Linked DNA regions of Cyprinus carpio: region 2 is linked to region 1. Evidence: chromatin contacts called from public Hi-C data. All regions are on one chromosome and are shown on one strand. The core of a region is the stretch at or near the end of the contact, and the rest is flanking DNA. Distances in the headings are between cores, read along the strand shown. Region 1 holds the start of prpf4bb (pre-mRNA processing factor 4Bb). Region 2 holds the start of acad11 (acyl-CoA dehydrogenase family member 11).

What was found. A called contact is a pair of places that touch in the nucleus more often than the background predicts.
Region 2: a contact with region 1 is called in a Hi-C map of liver, with 3 times the contacts expected there. The contact joins the promoter of acad11 here to the promoter of prpf4bb in region 1. A contact is called at or near these places in 2 of 8 Hi-C or Micro-C datasets (both in liver).

What each region holds. Positions count from the first base shown.
Region 1 is chrB24:7,868,347-7,872,642 of ASM1834038v1, reverse strand. prpf4bb (pre-mRNA processing factor 4Bb) reads right to left here and starts at 2,995. Exons shown (of 15, transcript XM_042752332.1): 1 at 2,842-2,995; 2 at 897-2,135. The coding sequence starts at 2,888.
Region 2 is chrB24:8,037,226-8,041,369 of ASM1834038v1, reverse strand. acad11 (acyl-CoA dehydrogenase family member 11) reads right to left here and starts at 1,794. Exons shown (of 20, transcript XM_042752009.1): 1 at 1,629-1,794; 2 at 1,421-1,520. The coding sequence starts at 1,753.

The sequences.
Region 1 (4,296 bases), core at 1,746-4,245:
ACGTGACAATTGTATGCGATATATCGCCCAGCCCTAATTTTAATAGTATTTGCACTTTCTAATTTCATAATTCCATACAAATATAAATTGAACTGCTATATGTGTATCTTTTTAATATATTTATGTCTTTAAATATTTATCTATCTATCTATCTATCTATCTATCTATCTATGTGTCCAAAACTCCTTATTGGTCGATCTTTAATCATAATTTTTTGCTTCACTCTGTTGATTTCTTTCAAGAAAGTGTGCAATTTCTGTGCCACTAGTGTCACCAAAAATAACCTCAATAATGTCAGTTTACAAACAAGTTTCCCAAACACTTCTCATCTGATACTAGCTAACCAAAAAATAGCCCTGCCCCAAACTCACATCACTGATTGCCTTGTTGCTGTGTCAAACTAGTTGGGATGCTTAAAGGCTGCGGTGTCCAAACCTGTTCCTGGATGGCCACTGTCCTGCAGTTTTGCTCCAACCCTAATTAAACTTACCTGAACCAGCTAATCAAGGTCTTCAGACTCACTAGAAATTTCCAGACAAGTGTGTCAGAGCTGGGTAAAGCTAAAGTCCAAGAGCACCCCTGCTTAAAGTGATAGTTCACCCAAAAATTCTGTTATCATTTTTACCCTCGTGTTGTTCCAGACCCGTATGAATGACTTTTCTTCTGTGGAACATAAAAGATGCTCCAAATAAAACTGGACCCTACAGACTTGTATGAAAGTTATTCAAAATATCTTCTTTTGTCACTTTTATTTTTTTTTATTTCACCTTTTTTGTATGCTACAGATGTCAGTCATACAGGTTTGGAACAACATGAGGGTAAATAAATGATGACAAAATGTTAATTTAAAAAAAAAAAAAAAAAAAAAAAAAAAAAAAAAAAGTGTTGATGTGTACCTGGACGGGGAATCTCTCCGGCGCTCATTTGAGCGACTTTGTCCTCTGCTGACTGGTGACCTGTTTCTAGATGGTGAATGGCTCAGTTTGGAACTCTGGTCTGCTGAACCCGATGGGGGCTGGTTGGGCTGGCGGTCCCTATGGCGAGGGGAGGAACTGTGTTGACGTTGAGAGCTAAGAGCTCGACGTTGATGAGGAGACCGATTCTCTTTCCCAGATGAGGTGTCTTTGGACGGAGACTTTCCAGGCCTTTTTTCTCTGTCCTTCTCTGAGCGACCCAGCCAAACATCTTTAGAGTGAGATCGTCTATCTCGTGACCGGCTCTTGCGTCCTCGTGAGTTTGATCTCTGTGTGACTTGTTCCCGCTTCTCATCTATATGGGGAGAGGAACGCCGATCAGAACATTCCTTCTGGTCTGACTTTCTCTCCGCAGAGCGTCTTCTTGTAGATGGGGACTGGGATTTCCTCAAATGCTCCCTGGATTTGTCTCTGCTCCGGGAGCGTTTTTTCTCTTTGGACTTGCTACGCTCCTTAACAGTCTCTTTCACAATTTTGGTAATTCGTTCAAGTTTAGCATCCCTACCAACTCGAGAGAGTGAGCGGCTGCGCCGTTTAACACTTGGTTTGCTGGTGACTGTTGAGTCCCGTTTGGATCTAACACCCCTGCTTATCTGGTCCCTAGGTGAGCGGGTTCTGCCCCCACTGGTTCTTTGCCGTTGCTCCCCATTACGTGCCCTCTGTTCCTCTTCATCCTTTTCTGAGCCAGAATTGTAACCTTGTAGAATCAGGCCCATTCCTGACTGAACCTTCCCCTCCATCAGCTGGCTGTCCAGCTCAGCTTTAATCAGTGCTCTTTGTTTCTCCAGGTCTTCAAGAAGCGCCTTGTCATCCAGGGTTGCACTGCACTGTGATGGAGAGCCATCCTCAGCCCTCCTGTTGATGGCCCCAGATGGTGAGGAAGATGGCTCCTCTTTGCGCCTGTGCTTCTTATGTTTGTGTCTATGTTTCCGTTTGCGGTCCTTATCTTCCTCAGATGCATGTTTGTGTTTTTTGTGCTTGTTACGGTGCTTGTGTTTCTTTTTTTTGTGTTTGCTGCCGCTGCTGTGATGTTTGGAACCGCTGTCCTGCTTCTCTCCATTCACCTCCGCTTCTTCCTCACCGTCCTCTTCATCCTCTCCAGACATGTCACCGGTTTCATCCTCATTACCACTCTTCTCTGGACTCTCTAAATCCTCTGGCCTGTAAAGATAAATGACACAAGCACATTAACATCAACTAGTATAACTCAATGTAAAAAGAAACAAGGGTCACATTTCAGCATTTTTTTTTCTCATCACAGAAATTTTTTTGTTCTTTTTTAAATTTAAAGAGTTCGTTTTGCGCTAATTTAGGCACCAAATAACATGCAAAGGTTTTGTTATGTTTTGCCAAGGCAACACGGTATTCTTCACAAGGGCACAAATACTGACCATACAATTCACCAACAAATTTATCTAGGTAGGTATATTAATGTGCTTAGGGACTATGATGACTAATTCGATAAGTTTTATGATCTAACTGACATAGGAATTTTGGATAGATAGAACTAACATGATGTGTGGTCGTCACATGAAGACTAACGTTAATGGATACTTTACTAAGAAGCTAATGTTAACCAAATAAAATGTTTAAACACAAAGGTTGTGCTATGCTACAGTTCAAAGATTTTAAAACTAAAGAGTTCACAAAACCAACGAAAATCACCTCTAATAAATGAATCTTGACAACTGGCTCCTTGTATAATAACATTTAGCATTAGCACGCTAATACTAGCCGAACAGAAAAATAGATAGCAAAGTATGAGAACAACACAACCCTGACCGAATCTGTTCCATTTCCCTAAAACACCCTCATCCAAGCTCTTAAATGAGTTGTTGATGGTGTCATACAACGCACGTGCTCATACCCGATATTAAGCCTCTTGCTCCGTAAATCCATTTCCACATTCGCCATTTTGTTTCAGCAACGGCCCGCTGTGTTCTTTTTCTGCAGTGAGATTGTGAGGAGGGCCAAAGCGAAGTGGAGCGCGTGCGCTCTCTAGTGCCTGCATTAACAATTTCGGAGAATTTATTTGAGTGTATACGGCAAATTCTGTAGGTGGTCACGAGTCTTAAAAAAAAATTAATTACGCTTTGCTTGCGTTCGCTATTCTTTTTCTATTGTACCTAAATGTGGCACAGTTTGACCTCATTTGACAATCTGTGATCATGGGCATCACTGCATATATAAAACAAGTATTAATAGCCTACTCCAGCAATAAATATTATGTATATAGCAGTCAAAACTTCCTTTTTCGGCTCCGGAAAGATACCTTTTGGATTCCATTTCTACCACAACTTCACTTTCTCTCTATAATTGTTTCATTTCAAAAAAAAAAAAAAAAAAACAAGCATCAATGTGTAAAAACACTTGCGTTACGAGCGTCTATTTAGAAAGGCAATATTAAGTGAATTCCAAAATATGAACTGTAACAACAACATCTGAATTGTTACAAGAAAGGTTTTCAGACTAAATTTTCTTTATTTACCAAAAATTATAAAGAACACTGAGTTGGTTGTGCCTGTTTTTAGGGTTGCACTATTTGGCCAAAAATGTTTTACTAATTCTGATTATTGTTAAACAAAACAATAATTACTGATAATGGTTATTATAAATATATATATAAAACTGCAGCATGACCTGTTAACATGTAGGATGCCTATATCTATAAATGTTTAGAAAGGTCTAAGGATTTATTATAAAATAAATTCTGATTAAAAATCTTTGACAAAAAAAAAAAAAAATAAAATTGTCAGGAAATCTTATGCACTCCTCTACACTGGAGAATAACTTATTATAACTTATTTATACCCATAAGTGCAAAATCCAAAACTCAAAGAAGCCATAAATTATATGACATTCCAGGAAATCCCTAATACAAAGGCATACACTATGGCCTAGCTGAATAAAACACAGATAGAGACGTGTTAACTTATGAAAAATGGAGACATACCTGTATATGGTTTATCTTTGTTCTACAAGCCATCTCTTGTATTTTTACATGAATAAACTCTCTCTCTCTCTCTCTCTCTCTCTATATAATAATAATAAAATAAATATATCGATATATATATATATATATATATATATATATATATATATTAGGGCTGTGGATCTTTGGGTAGACAGCGATTCGATTCATAGGTTTTGAATTCAATTCAAGAACGATTTTTGCTAATTTAGAACGATTCGATTCACAATTAAATTCAATTCGATTCAATTATAATGATTCGATTCTGCATTCTTTAAAGGTGCAGTGTGTAAATTTTAGCGGCATCTAGCAGTGAGGTAGCGAATTGCAACCAACCGCTCAGTCCCCCGC
Region 2 (4,144 bases), core at 545-3,044, 170 kb before region 1:
TTGTTTGAGCTTTAGTCATTTTTATTAGGTTTTGCTTTTTTAATATTTCTATTTGGCTTTTTTTTCCCCCCTTTTAGCAATTGTATAACGCCAACTTAAATTTGTGAACATTTTTATTACTTTTGAAATAGCTTTTATCTAATAATTATAGTTTATTTCAGCTTAATTTCAAGATAAAAGCTATTTCAAAAGTAATAAAAATGTTCACAAATTTAAGTTTAAGTATATATATAAACACACAGAGGGCTAGAAATGGGGTGGGGGGTGGGGTTACTGAGTCTGGGGAGTGTCGAGGGGGGACGTCCAGCATTTCATTTTCAACTGGTTAGGTTCTTTTGGAAATTAAAGTGATTTCTATATTTTATCCATTCAAAAGAGTACAAAAGTGCTCCCAGTTGACCATATGCATGGAGCGCTATTTAGAACTTCTGGGTAAAGATAAGACAGCTCGTAATCTTTCAGTGAAGTTCATTTTATATGTGGTATATATAGGTAGAGACTCTCACAGAAACCTCTCCTGCCTCATTCTTATCAGAAACTGAGAAACAAAATTATTGCAACACCGTAAATAATGATATCGAAATTAACATACAGTTTTATGTTATTAAAGAACATATAATTCTATATGCAGAGTCTGGTAATCCCAGGAAATTATGATGCATCATCAATATAGAAAAATCAGACATAACAAATAACCAGTACATATTATGACAGCAGATTGGCTTCTTGATTGAAACAAAAATACAGTTTTTCTTACGTGAAATAGGCATAAAAAATAAAAAAAAAAAAAAAATAAAAATTAAAAAAAAATAATAAAAAAAAAAAAAAAAAAAAAAAAAAAAAACTTTGGTTCTGTCTCCCTCTACTGCTTCACGGTCGCCGTGATTTTGCCAAGTAAGACAAGTTTATCAACGTCAACATTACTTTAGAAAATTATAGACTTAACACAATCCCTACCCCTAAACCTTACCCTGCCCATAATTTATTCTTAAAATCAGAGGGAAATGATAGCTGACTAAAAATGGTGTAGAAGCAACCCAGAACGTAAGACAAAACTGACATTTCCTTAAAAGTTATCCTTTTATTCTTATTGGTTTATTAGATGTTGATCCAGGAACATGTTGTACTTTGAGTTCACCACTGGGGTCAATTAACTTTATATACATTTGTGTTGTGTTGTGTTGTGTTGTGTTGTGTTGTCAAGTTTGACAGTCGCTGGTGCCAAAGTCCTTTTTGCATGATCACAACAGCGTTGGATTGACCCAAATAAACTATTTTAAACTCAACATTCCACTTACATTAAACTCTACACTGCAGGTGTAGTAATAAACCATACAAAAATACAACAATATACCAATACAAAAATATACCGTATAAGGATACAATGAGCGACGTACAGAACACAGTAACGTTAAGTTACCTTATGAGCTCCGGGCAGCAGCTCTCCTGGAGGCTTCTTTCTGAGCACATAGCGTTTATCTGCAGTCTCAATGTAAAACGTTGGGTTGGATTGCCCAGCTCTATTCAAAACAAATAAGTAAAATAGAACAACAAACAAACAAACAAAACGTGCGTTTTGTTTGCATGAAGTGCACTTGAAAAAGTATGTGTGTTGTGAAATTTCTTACCTGTACTGCTGCAGAGTTAAAGTGCTGTTGCCTGAAAAGCTGTCAAGTTTTCCTGACAGATATCTTTTCAGGTTATTAGTGTCAAATCGATGTTCTGGACGGACAGCAGTGATTTGGCGATCCATTGCGTTACAGAGTGAAATTGAGAAATAAAGTTCACGACTTAAGGATATTTCAAAATAAAAGTCATCCACTTCTGATGTGATGTAGGCTATTGTGAGGAGCAGCAGACCGAGCCCAATAATTGACCAAGCTCTGAAAAAATGACTTAACCTCGACCCTCGACAAAAGTTTTAGGAAAAAAAAATATTTTTTCCATGTATTTACATTATTTTTAATGCTCTAAACAATGTAAAAAATTAAGATATTTCATTCATAAGTCATGCTATGTCCTCAGTAGAGGAAATCGGGACTCAATTTCTTAAAAAAATAAAAAAATAAATAAAAACACATGAATGAACATGGATAGGCAAAAAAACAACAGATTTTTTAAATCACCAATACATTTTTAGTTTTCAAGATTTTTTTGTTTGTTTGTTTGTTTGTTTTTAACTTTGTATTAAGATGATTCTCAACTATAACAGAATGATTCAATATACCATTTTTCATTCTGCAAAATGTGTGTAAAATGACCATAAACAGGTTTTCTCATTATATATAATTTATCTATAAACTAAATCTAATTTACGTATTAATGTGTTTTGGGGGCAACATGTAATGAAAAAAGAAGTGTAATAATGGGAGTAATAATTGACAAGATTTTCATAATAATATATAATATTTGATATAATATTGAAACATAATTTATTTCCCTATTCATTTGCTGTGTCTCCCAAAATGCATAATAAACATGATTTTAGTCCCGGTGTCCTCATATGAGGACATGTATGAAATCAACGTCCTGTTTCGTAACAGAAAGTCATATTTTGATTTGAAACCCCATAACATTTTCCTGAGATGTTGATCTATGACACACAATATAAAAATTAGACAGATTTAAATGATAATTACAAAATATTATCATATCTCCATAAGCGTGTCACTAAATTAATTTCAGACATATTTGATGAGCAGGGAGAGGGAGTGGTCATGGTGAAACATCCAATCATTTGGTATGTTTGAAAAGCCCTGAATGTGCTCTGTACAGGACATCCAGACTTAAAACTGTGGCATGTACAGTCTCAAAGAAATTCACAAAAAAATAATGTCCTCATATGAGGCCACAGGGCAGGCCCGGCTGCAGGATGAAATGACTGAGGGGGCATGTGAAATTGTTAAGGGGGCTTAACTTTATTACACCATGAATGATTAATACACACTGAGATCTCGCTTTGCAATGACAGATTTTTAAATACAGCGCTCCCTAAAACACTCCATATGCAACTGCAGGTAACCAGAGACTGCAGGCAGACCTGGACTGGGCTTTCTGTTCCGAGGTCATTAGGCAGCAGCAGCGGAGGAGGTTGGGGTTGAGACGGGACTGCCGCTTGGGCTGGCCGCAGGTGGGCACTCTGCTGGGTGCTGCTGTCTCTGAGGTTGGTGCGATCACTGCAGCTGCTTTAATTGCTGGCATCTTCATGTTGGTGCTCTCAAGTGTTGCAGTGCTTTTTATGGTTGAAATATGCTGCATATACTTTCTTATGCCATTGTTTGAATATGATAGTTTCACATTTTAGCTGAAACTGAATTGCTGATAATATCACAAGTAACAGATATTTGCTCGAGCCACAATAATAAAACCCCTAACAACTGTAATGCTATCCTTCACACAGTTCGTCATTTATTATGAATAATTAACCCTTTCACACTTAAGTTTTATATCGAAGTAAGATTTTTCAAGGCACAAACTTACTTACCACTGTCATCAACTATCCTATATTCCGAAATATCTCACAAAATATGTGTAAGTGAGTGTGTTTGGTCATTTAAAAATCTTTATAACAATAGACTAAACTTTATAGTTAGCCTACTTCCACTGTGTTTATCTGATATGAAAAACACACGTTGGCAAATTATATTTGAATAGATTGTTTTTGCTGCTTTCACAGACTCCAAATGTAGGCTATTGTTTTACCAGTGCTTATGTGTAGCCTATTTAAATGTATGAAATCTAAAATAAACATTATGAGGTTGAAAACACTGCATAGTTGTGATATATGACAGCGTTGAGCTCGTCCGTATCTGGCTCAGCGCCAACCAACGCGAAAGACGTTTGAATCTGGCAGTAATGTCACGAGTCACAACACTGAACAATCTAAATCCCATGGGGATAAGGTTAAATTATTATTTAACTCAAAAGGTTGAACATTTTATTTTTAACCATGAATACAAAATTGAAACAGAGGGGGCACAAGTCAGATCTGAGGGGGCATTGCCCCCTTTTGCCCGCTTGTGGCGCCGGGCCTGCCGCAGGGTCTTAAGAGGTTAATGTGATATTACCATGTACTTTTACAGGGCAAGCATCTTTTATATGGGTGACTCCTCATGTATAGGCAGATTTGATTAGCCTACTTGGA